2 separate regions of the Mus musculus genome follow, and region 2 is linked to region 1. Evidence: chromatin contacts called from public Hi-C data. All regions are on one chromosome and are shown on one strand. Each heading gives the region's core, a stretch centred on a gene start, on an enhancer-like site or on the middle of the called end of the contact. The rest is flanking DNA. Distances are from core to core; before and after follow the strand shown.

What was found. Hi-C and Micro-C count contacts between places; a contact is called where the count stands out from the background.
Region 2: a Hi-C map of cortical glia shows a contact between it and region 1, with 2.4 times the contacts expected there. The contact joins two enhancer-like sites. A contact is called at or near these places in 5 of 484 Hi-C or Micro-C datasets (brain, cortical glia, forebrain and 2 more) and 2 of 115 datasets of contacts at active chromatin or transcription factors (embryonic stem cells and neural progenitor cells).

The regions. Positions count from the first base shown.
Region 1 is chr15:9,800,440-9,806,335 of GRCm38.p6, forward strand. No RefSeq gene overlaps it. Among named protein-coding and RNA genes, the nearest start is that of Spef2, 55 kb to the left of the region's middle. Within about 2 kb of position 3,637, at least 13 of the 459 cell types and tissues checked have an H3K27ac peak or open chromatin away from gene starts, as enhancers often do. A contact at or near this core is called in cortical glia, where this site is marked.
Region 2 is chr15:9,886,333-9,892,228 of GRCm38.p6, forward strand. No RefSeq gene overlaps it. Among named protein-coding and RNA genes, the nearest start is that of Spef2, 140 kb to the left of the region's middle. Within about 2 kb of position 2,804, at least 10 of the 459 cell types and tissues checked have an H3K27ac peak or open chromatin away from gene starts, as enhancers often do. A contact at or near this core is called in cortical glia, where this site is marked.

The DNA.
Region 1 (5,896 bases), core at 2,387-4,886:
CAAGAATTGATAATTGGGACCTCATAAAATTGCAAAGCTTCTGTAAGGCAAAAGACACTGTCAATAAGACAAAAAGGCCACCAACAGATTTGGAAAGGATTTTTATCAATCCTAAATCTGATAGGGGACTAATATCCAATATATACAAAGAGCTCAAGAAGCTGGACTCCAGAAATTTAAATAACCCATTTTAAAAATGGGGTTCAGAGCTAAACAAAGAATTCTCACCTGAGGAATACTGAATGGCAGAGAAGCACCTGAAAAAATGTTCAACATCCTTAATCATCAGGGAAATGCAAATCAAAACAACCCTGAGATACCACCTCACACCATTCAGAATGGCTAAGATCAAAAATTCAGGTGAAAGCAGATGCTGGCGAGGATGTGGAGAAAGAGGAACACTCCTCCATTGTTGGTGGGATTGCAAGCTTGTACAACCACTCTGGAAATCAGTCTGGAGGTTCCTCAGAAAATTGGACATAATACTACCGGAAGATCCACCAATACCTCCCCTTGTCATATACCCAGAAGAAGTTCCAACTGGTAATAAGAACACATGCTCTACTATGTTCATAGCAGTCTTATTTATAATAGCCAGAAGCTGGAAAGAACCAAGATGTCCTTCAACAGAAGAATGGATACAGAATATATGGTACATTTACACAATGGAGTACTACTCAGCTATTAAAAACAATGGATTTATGAAATTCTTGGACAAATGGATGTATCTGGAGGATATCATCCTTAGTGAGGTAACCCAATCACAAAAGAAGTCATTAGATATGCACTTACTGATAAGTGGATATTAGCCCAGAAACATAGAACACCCAAGATACAATTTGCAAATCACAAGAAAATCAAGAAGAGGGAAGACCAATGGGTGGATACTTCATTCTTCCTTAGAATAGGGAACAAAATACCCATGAAAGGAGTTACAGAGACAAAGAGCTAAGACAAAAGGATGGACTATCCAGAGACCACCCGACCCGGGGATCCATCCCATAATCAGCCACCAAACCCAGACACTATTGCATATGCCAGAAAGATTTTGCTGAAGGGACCCTGTTATAGCTGTCTCGTGTGAGGCTTTGCCCTTGCCTGGCAAATACAGAAGTGGATGCTCACAGTCATCTATAAGATGGAACACAGGGACCCCAATGTTGGAGCTAGAGAAAGCACCCAAGGAGCTGAAGGGGTCTGCAACCCTATAGGTAGAATAACAATCTGAACTGACCAATACCCCCAGAGCTCATATCTCTAGCTGCATAAATAGCAGAAGATGGCCTAGTTGGCCATCACTGAGAAGAGAGGCCCCTTGGTATTACAAACCTTATATTCCCCAATACAGGGGAATGCCAGGGCCAAGAAGCGGGAGTGGGTGGGTAAGGGAGGAGGGTGGAGGGAGGGTATAGGGAACTTTCAGGATAGCATTTGAAATGTATATTTAAAAAAATCTAATAAAACAAAGAAAAAAAAGAACATATGTGGTATATACTCACTGATAAGTGGATATTAGCCCAGAAGCCCAGAATACCCAACATACAATTCACAGACCAAATGAAACTCAAGAAGAAGGAAGACCAAAGTATAGATACTTTGGACCTTCTTAGAAGGGGGAACAAAATACCCATGGGAGGAGATACAGTGACAAAGTGTGGAGCAGAGACTGAAGGAATGACCATCCAGAAACTGCCCCACCTGGGAATCCTTCCCATATACAGTCAGCAAACTGAGACATAATTGTGGATGCCAACAAGTGCTTGCTGACTGGAGTCTCACATAGCTGTCTCTTGAGAGGCTCTGCCAATCCCCGACAATTACATAGGTGGATGCTCTCAGCCAATCATTGGACTGAGAACAAGGTCCCCAATGGAGGAGCTAGAGAAAGGAAGCAAGGAGCTGAAGGAGCTTGCAGCCACATAGAAGGAACAACAATATGAACCAACCAGTACCCCCCAAAGCTCCCAGGGACTAAACCACGAACCAAAGAGTACATATAGAGGGACCCATGGCTCCAGCTGCACATGTAGCATAGAATGGCCTTATGGGAGATCAATGGGAGGAGAGGTCCTTGGTCCTGAGAAGGCTTGATGCCCCAGTGTAGGGGAATGCCAGGACAGGGAAGTGGGAGTGGGTGGATAGGTGAGCAGGGGGAAGGGGAGATGGGATAGGGAGTTTTTTGAGGGTAAAATAGGAAAGGGAATAACATTTGAAATATAAATGTAGAAAAAATCTAATAAAATAAGTAAATAAAAGTTAATAAATAAATAAATGAGATTGCTTATAGTTCAAGGGCATTAAATCATGATTTAATAACTTTATATCTACAAGCAGGAGAGAGAGAGAGAGAGAGAAACAGAGCCAGAAACAGAGAAACAGAGAGAGACTGGGTTGTTTGAACCTGGGCTTTTGAAACCTCAAAATTCCTTATCAATACCTCCTCCAATAAGGCCATGCATCCTAATCCTTCCTACAGTTTAACATTTTCCTAAACAGGGACCAAGAATTTAAATATATGAGCCTGCAGGAGAAGAGGATGTTCCCATTTAAACCACAACTCCAAACTTCTGGATCCCTCTTATGAGTTGTGTGTCAATCTGCAGCCTACAGTGACAACAACCTATTTATCTCTAAAGGGTTATCATAGTTCTGCATTTTCCAAAAGAAGAAAGAAGAAGAGTGGGTTTTAATTAACTTTCTGTGTTAGAAAGCTTGGTTTCCTGTGGAGAGCCGTGCCGTGAGCAATCGCCATTATAAGATGGCGCTGGCTTCCACTGCGCCTAACTAGTAAACAAGCCTTATGTGCAAGTGCAAGAGTGAATTCAAGCCTAGTCACTGCCCATCTCGGGGCCGGGGCGTAGTAATGGGGTGATGGGCAAGCAACGAATCAGGAGCTGTCACGCCACATCAGGTGCTGAAACGTCATGCTGCGGGCTATATAAGCAGCGCCATTTTCTGGGTTTGGGGTCTTCCTCCTGAGAAGTAAGCAATAAAGCCTTTTGCCGCAGATGATTCCGGTTGTCCTGAGTGTGTTCTTGCCAGCGGGGACAAAAGCTCAGGCAATAGTTTCCTACTCAGCCATCCTGAGATCATCTCCCCTAGAAGTAGTAAACCAACCAAAGATTGAAGGACTGCAGTTTAAGGTCTGGAAGACTAAATGCAGAAGTCATACACATTTGTTTTGCCACTCAGTGTGCTGTATCTTCAGCAAAGAACATATTGTAAGTTCATGGCTGCCCACTTAGTTTTTCCCTTTACTTTTCTTACAGTGAGCAATATAAAGTGGGGCTATGGAGCAGAGGTGGAGTCGCCGTGGAAGGGAAATTGGAGAAGAAACTGCTTCATGTTTTTAATAGTTTCACAAATCAAAACAGCTCATAATTTTCTAGCTTCTTGTGATGTCATAAACGCCCAGAAAAATTCATTTCACTCAAGCATGTTTATAACAGATTGAGCTGCTTAGATTTTTAGGTATTGTTGTGACCTCTTGGCTTCATGGCAAGATTTCTCACAGCACAATTTCCTAGCATTGTACTGAAAAAAAAAAAAAGAGAGAGAGAGAAGCTTCTTTGACAGCTTTAGCTACGTGCCACTGTGCAGTAACGGCCATGAATTGTAGCATTATTCTTTTGTAGAGTCATCTCTCTCAAAGAAGTAATGGTCTCCCATTAGAGTTTCAAAAATTACTTTAGAGACTTTGGACATTAGGACTGCTTGAGAATTGAAACACTGGAAAAACACTGCTTCGCTAGAGTTATAAAAACCTTACATAGTGATTAAATTAATCCACTGTAACCTTATTTCACTTCCCTACACATTCTGATTCATGCTGGTAACACTAATACAAGATATACTTGTATTCCATGCCAAAATTATAGAAATAATAATGGTCAAATGAGCAGATCCCATCCATTAGTGATTGCTTCCTTCAGGATCTGCTTCATACCAGATGAAATCTAGGCAGAATTATGCATGTGATACAGTACCAGCAAGTGAGGTAGGAATGAGTAAATGACATTCTGAGATGAATGAGACACAGGTATAGTATCATAGGATGAGTTTATTAAAGAACAAAACATAGATTTTAGTGGAAAGGGTTTAGGGAAAGAGTGTAAACACTTTGGCAAAGAGTACTGAGAGAAGAATGGGACAAGGAAAAGAACAATGAAGAATGTGTTTTCAATTAGACAAAGGCTTCTGCTTGGTCCCATAGGACAATTGTACCTTGGAGTTGGTCCCATTATGAGGCAAATGGCAGATGTCTGGCAACCATGCTATTCATTGAGCATTGGATGTCTTGTTCCCTTACCCAAAGAACAAAGGATGCTGTCTTTCTTTCAAGGCGGCTTCAGTTTGAACCATCAGAATTTTTATAGCATCTTGGAAACATTCACTTTGGTCCAGTGAAGGGGATCAAATAATAGCATCAATAATAAAGTACATCACTGATATTGTCTTTATACCTACCATAAATGTAAGGATGCTGTCCAAATATAAGAAAAAGGTCAAACTAATTACATGAGAATATAGTTTGAGCCCTGCCACCCAGTCTGTTCTACTTATATTTTGAGATAAATTGCAGAAGCTACCAAGATTCAAAATTTTATTTTATTTTATCTTTATTTATTTAGGGTTTTTTTCAGGACAGGGTTTCTCTGTGTAGACCTGGCTATCCTGGAACTCACTCTATAGATCAGGCTGGTCTCAAACTCAGAAATCTCCCAAGTGGTGGGATTAAAGGCATGTGCCACCACTGATTTTTATTATTATAAAATAATAATGTTAATTATCATATTATTGTTAACAACAAATTATTTTACTTTACTTAAAATATCATTTCACCTTCACCACCACTCTCTCCTCCATTTAACTGCTTTCATGTCCCCCACTCAAATTAATGGAATCTTTTTCTTTAATTATTATTATAGCATACATGTATACACACACACACACACACACACACACACACACGTGTGTGTGTGTGTGTGTGTGTGTGTGTGTGTGTGTTTGTATTGATATGCTTTTACAACTGACTACTTGGTATTAGAAGAGTTATTAAGGGATTCACCCTGGAGAAGGCTAATTCTTGCTTTCTTTACAGATATTAATTCACTGTAGCTCTTTGTTTGGTGGTATGGTCTCTTGAGATTCCCCCATTCATATTGACATGTCAAATGCTGCTTTTGTCTTTCTAGATGATGACAAAAATAATTAAGTGCCCTGATGCCATGATGTATTTGAATTTTGAATTAGAAATGTATCTAATTTTGAATTAGAAATGTTTTAGCTGTCTTTCCTTGTTGTGCTCTTAAAGAAGTGTTTAATGGGCATGGTGGCAGTAACAACTGAAAAACACCATCTCCAAACACAAGCAGGAGGCACAGAGGTCCACTGGAAGTGGCAATTTTGGAAACCTCAAAGCCTACCCACCACCAGTTGCACACCTCTCCCAACAAGGTCATGTCTCCTAATTCTTTCCAAACAGTTCCACTAACTAGAGACCAAGTATTCAAACTCATAAGACAGTAGGGGTCATTTTCCTTCAAACCATCACAAGCTACTTAAAAACAATATAAAATGGTCTCTATTTAATTTTTCTTTGAGATTTATATATATGAACATGTAATACGTTCTGTTTACAGTCCCACTTCCTACTCTTCCTTATTACCCAGTTCTTATTAGCATTACTCCAACGTCCATTTATTTCCCCACCAACCTTCAAACCCTAACCACTCTCTCTTTAAAACCTTTTGTTTTGTTTTGCTTTGTTTTGTGAGCTACTAAGATATTTTAATTGGAATAAATTTCATAAATAGATTATTCTTTATATAGCATGCTGGAAAACTAATATAATCAACAACAAAAAGTAACATTTTATAGCTTATTAAGATAACAG
Region 2 (5,896 bases), core at 1,554-4,053, 85 kb after region 1:
TCTCTCTCTCTGTCTCTGTCTCTTTCTGTCTCTCTCTCTCTCTCTCTCTCTCTCTCTCTCTCTCTCTCTCTCTGTCTTTCTTACAAAAACACACACACTTTGAGATTTGCTGTGTATCCCAGGCTGGTTTTAAACACAAGAAAAATCTTCTGCCTTTTCCCTTATCCAGTGCTGAAATTAAAGACGTCTACCAGTACACTATACTTTAAGTTTGTTACGAAGCAAACCAAAGCACAAGAGAGTCATCGTAAGATTTAAGCAATTATTTTCTTTTGCTTTTTGTTTTGTCTCATGAGGACTACTCCATATGAAATATGTATTGCTTCTGTAATAGGAAAAGAATCATAAAATACAAATGTCTTTGAGGAAAAGTGGTATCTGTAGTTTATTCTTATAAGCTTTCATTTGACCTGCATTCCGGTCTTGTTTTTTCCTTGATCTAACCATTATTCTTTTTAACTTTTACTGTGTTTTTTATATTCCAGCCAAACTGCACATGTCACATTCTTAACTTACATAGTTTATGTCTGCCTGAAACATGCAACTTAGCCCAAAAATTCGCAAAGGTAAATTCTCCACTTTCTATCAACCTTTTCAAAATTTATCTCTAAAATTAATATCTCCCTTATCAGAACATGATAACACAGATCTGTAATCCCAGTAGTTTGTGGAAAGAGATGAAAGGATTTTCAGATGTTTGAATCTAGCTTATTGTACATAGCAAGTGTCAGACCATTCTGACAAACAGGCAGACAGACAAGACAGGCAGACAGACAAGTAGATAGGAAGATAGATAGATGATAGATAGATAGATAGATAGATGTGTAGATAGATAATATATTAAATGATAAATAGATAATAGACAGTAGGTAGATGATTGATATATGATATGATGGATTTTGAAAAGATGTTCTCAAATTCTGTAGGCTAAATTCGCTCTGCTCAATTTTTAATTTGCTGTACAGAAACCTTGAATTTCACACAACTCCATTTGTCAACTCTGGGGATTATTCCTAGTTACTAGAAGCAGTTTTTTGGAAAGTACCTGTCAATTGCTGAATCTTGATATTTCCCTATTGGTATTTCCTAAAAGTTTTAGAATTTGGAGTGTTACATTAAACTATTATTTTTATTTTGAACTTGTAAAGGGAAGAAAATATGGGTCTAGTTTCATTAGTTTATATGTGGACATCTAGTTTCAAGATTTGTTGGTTGATATTGGATTGAGCGTGAGGTCCCCAGTGAAGGAGTTGGAGAAAGGACTGAAGGAGCTGAAGGGGTTTGCAACCCCATAGGAAGAACAACAATATCAACCAACTGGACCCCCCAGAGCTCCCAGGTACTCAGCCACCAACCAAGGAGTACACATGGAGGGACCGATGGCTCTAGTCACATATATAACAGAGGATGGCCTTGTCAGGCATCAATGGGAGGAGAGGTCCTTGGTCCTATGAAGGCTAGATAGATGCCCCAGTGTAGGGGAATTTGAGGGCAGGGAGGTAGGGGTAGTGGGTGAGTGGGTGGAAGAACACCCTCATAGAAGCAGGGGTAGGGGAGTGGGATAGCGAGTATCCGGTGGGGGTAGGGGGGAACTGGGAAGGGAGAGAACATTTGAAATATAAAGTATCCAATAAAAAAATTCCTTGGTTGAGGAAACTGTATTTTCTTCAGCATATGTCTTGTAGATTCATCTTGTGCGCACCCAACTGGCCAGGAAGAACGACGCTACAACAGGATCCTTCTGCACACGTTTATTCAGTCCTGTTTCTTCTTGTTTATATCTCCCTTGTTTATATCTCCCTTGTTTATATCTCCCTTATCTATATCTCCCTTGTTTATATCTCCCTTGTTCATATCTCCCTTGTTTATATCTCCCTTGTTTATATCTCCCTTATCTATATCTCCCTTGTTTATATCTCCCTTGTTTATATCTCCCTTGTTTATATCACCCTTGTTTATATCTTCCTTGTTTATATCTCCCTCGAACCCTGGGCCTCTCACTCTTTTATACTCTCAGTTCCCATCCACGCACAGCAAGCCACGCCACCTCACCAGGCACGCAGCTTCAGCTAATCAGGGCAGCAGGGGCATATCTCCATCAAAATGGATTCACAGGTATCCTAGTACACCTGCGCAGCTCTCAAGATGTTTGTGGCTTATATGAGGAAGTCAGGTGCAAGTCATACGACTTAGCTGCAGTCCCTGGTTTCTTTGGGACTGCCGCCACACCCGCTCCCCACAGATTCATGGTGGTTAATTTTGACTGTCAACTTGCTAGAATTTAGAATCACCATGAAAACAAATGTTTTGGCATATCAGTGAAAGATTATCTAGAGGTTAACTGATCAGAAACCCAAATGGGATGATACCTTTCCATGAGCTGCAGTTGCAAAGGGAATTAAAATGAGGTAATGCATTAAGCACAGACACTCGGCTTCCAAACCAGCTACCTCAAGTTCCTGCAGCAGTGCCTTCTTCACCATAATGAACTGTATTAAACTGTGAGTCTAACTAAATCTTTTCTTCCTCAGGTTGCTTTTGTCAATTATGTTGTCACAGCAACAAGATAGTAACTGACACAAAACTTTGCTATCAGCAAGTGGGGCTCTTGGTGTGACAATTTGACCGTGTGATTTTTGAGACCTTTGGAAGTGAATTTTAGAAAGAAGGGGGAATGGAGTTTGAAACTTTGGTCAAGAATATATGTCAAATGGTGTAAGCAGAGCTCTCTGTGTCATTCCAGTGAGAGCACAGAAAACAGAAATGCTGAGCAAAATGCCCACAGAAAGGAACAATGATGCTATTGTAAACTAAGACTCATGTCATTCTAGTTGTATTTTGGCAAATAATCTGGCTGAATGTGCCCATGTCCTGAGACCTTGAATAAGGCTGAACTATAAGAAATGGACTAATGTATATGACAAAAAAATGTCAAGGTATGATGACATTCTGGCTGAGATATGGTTGCCCATAACTTATACCCAGTTCTTCATTAAAGAAAGAAAAAAAAAAACACTCAGAGGGGCAGACGTTTATTTCAAACATGTAACTTATCAAGAAAAGAAGCACAGGAGAGACTCAAGTTGCAGGCAAGGCACAAGATGAGGAGAGGCAGTAATGAACCTGCTCTACATTGAGACAGGATTCCCTATCGTTTATATTGATGCTGAACTTTTACTGATGAAAAGTCAATGTTGCTTTCTCTCTAGTTGCTTCCCTTTGTTGAATACCATAGGCCTCTACAGGCATACTTAGCCTTGCAGTCTGTAGGCATATTCTTCCACCTCCACTAGACTCCTTTTGGCAGGATGATGTTCTAGCCAGTGTCTCTGCAGTGTATTGAGAGTGGGGTAAACAACCACAGCACTAAGATATGTGTAGCTGGATCTGTCTTTGTACTTTCAAGATCCACTAAGCAGTCACCACTGTGCTGAAGGGATGTCTTTGTGGGTGGCTAGCCCATTAGTTCCTTGGAACTCTTTAGTGTTAAAAACATGAATCTTATAACAGACCGATGGTATTAGAGGATGATTTGATTTATCCACTGCTGTCAAGCTCAGGGCTATCAGTTGGGCTACCAAAGCCACTCTCCGTTGGCAGGATCTGCACCTAGACACCAACAGCTAACTTTCCAATGCATTACCTGTCCCTCCCACACTCCACCATTATCTTCTATTGCTCTCATAGTACACTGATTGTACCATGATGAACCAGGTCCCCTGACAAAATTATTCCCTGTTCTCCAGGTCCCAGAATAGATCCATTTTAAATTCTAGGCACCCTCTCAAGATAACATTTAGTTTCAACCTTCTGACCCTAGGAAACTGACAGGGTTCAATTCCTCTCTATTTCTGAGCCTCCTCTCTAAAGGAATTACTTTCTCAACAAGACTTGTAACTGTATTTGAGTCTTACAAGAGCCATGCATCTGCCCTGTGGTTAGAACTGGCCATGTCTTTTCAGGAAGGTCAGCTTTTAGATAAGACTCCTGTTTCCTCCCTGGGACAATGATCTGAGCCTCTGGACTTGAATTGCTGTTGACTGTGTCAGTTTCTTTGTCTGCCCTTGTGTTTCTTTTTACTTTTCAGCTGCCCTACCACCCACTGGATGAATGTCTAAAGTTCTTTCTCTCTTCGGTGTATAGTCCACTGTGTTTTATCCTGGCTGTTCTCCTCCACATCACGTAGAAGCAGTGTCTAGGCTGTCATCTTATCTGGAGATCTCAGAAATCCAGTATTAATTAAACAAATACCTGGAGGTTTGTTACTTGGCAACAGATCATTAGCTTAGATTGCTATGTGTGCATATCAAATACAATTATAGTTGTTATTTATAACCTTTAAGAATTTACATACAAAACATAGGCACAGAAGTAGGAGTGGTGTTGCACTCATTGAGAAGGGTGCTGGAGGGCCAGGTAGGGGACGATGGGACAAGAAAGGAGGAGAAAAAAAAGTGACTAAAATCATTATATAAACTTGCAAAACTGTCAAACAACCTTAGATAACTGGAAAAATATAAAAATTAAAACAAACTGATTCTCAAAATAAAAGTGTATAAAATAATTCCATATGGATTGTCTCATTTGATATTGTCAACACTATGAAGTGGAATGGAAGGACTATTTTCACAGTAGCTATGAAACAAAACTTTGAGAGTGAAAACATCTATACAGATTGACAACTTAATACAAACTAAAGCCAATACAACTGTTTCCTACTTTATAGCATGTCTTAAAAACAAATCTATAAGCCAGGTGTGGTGGCGCACACCTTTAAACCCAGCACTCGGGAGGCAGAGGCAGGCGGATTTCTGAATTTGAGGCCAGCCTGGTCTACAAAGTGAGTTCCAGGACAGCCAGGGCTATACAGAGAAACCCTGTCTCAAAACACCAAAAAAAAAGAAAAACAAAACAAAACAAAACAAAACAAAAAAACCCAAATCTATAATCTATACATCTTAATAATAATAATCAAGCAGGTACCTTCCCATCTACCACCATCTTCCCTTTATCAATACATGAGGTTTTGCTCTGCTCTATGATACCACTGATTAAGCCTTCAAGGGAACAGATTGCCTTTGATAGCAAAAACAAGTTTAAAAATCCTCCCAAACAAAAAACAAATTCACAAACCACAGCAACAACAAAAACAACACCCAACAGAGCAATCACACAGACTACAACCTGGAAATTTCTAACATGTTTAGGCCAAACCTTCTTTCCCTCAGTGATTTACTATCACATCTGTGAAATGTGGTTCAGTGTTTATCTAAGACTTCAACTGTGAGCGCATCTTGTTTCCCTACCACTTCTCTATTTTCAGCTGAACCTCAAGCTGAGGAAAGGGATCAGCTGATAAAGGGTTTGCTGCTGTGTAAGCATGAGTACCTGACTTCAGATCCCTCAACCCCACCAAAAAAAAAAAAAAAGCCAATCGCCACGCCAATCGTGCAAAGCACCTCTGAACCCTGGTGCTGGAAGTAGTGCAGCACAGCGAAGACCCCAGGACCCCCTGATCTCACAGGCCAGCCAGACTACCCAGGAAGCTCCAGATTCCATTAAAAAACCTTCTCTAATAAGGTGGAGAGTGATAGAGGGAAACTCCTAGGTGTTGACCTCTGCCCCTCAAAGACATGCAGACAAATATGCACACATACACACGTCACGCAGACAATACAAATAAGCTTTGAAAAAAAATCCAGCCAAATTGCCTTAATTTTACACAAAAAAACAATAATTTTAATATTTTTTTCACTGAAGATACCATTTAATCTAAACTTAGAGTATGATTTTCTATTATAATTTTGAAATGTTCACTAAAGTGTCTAGACATCTCAGACAGTACCCATTTCTCACAGATTTGCTATTAAGTTTGTTTTTCTACCCTGTTACGGAT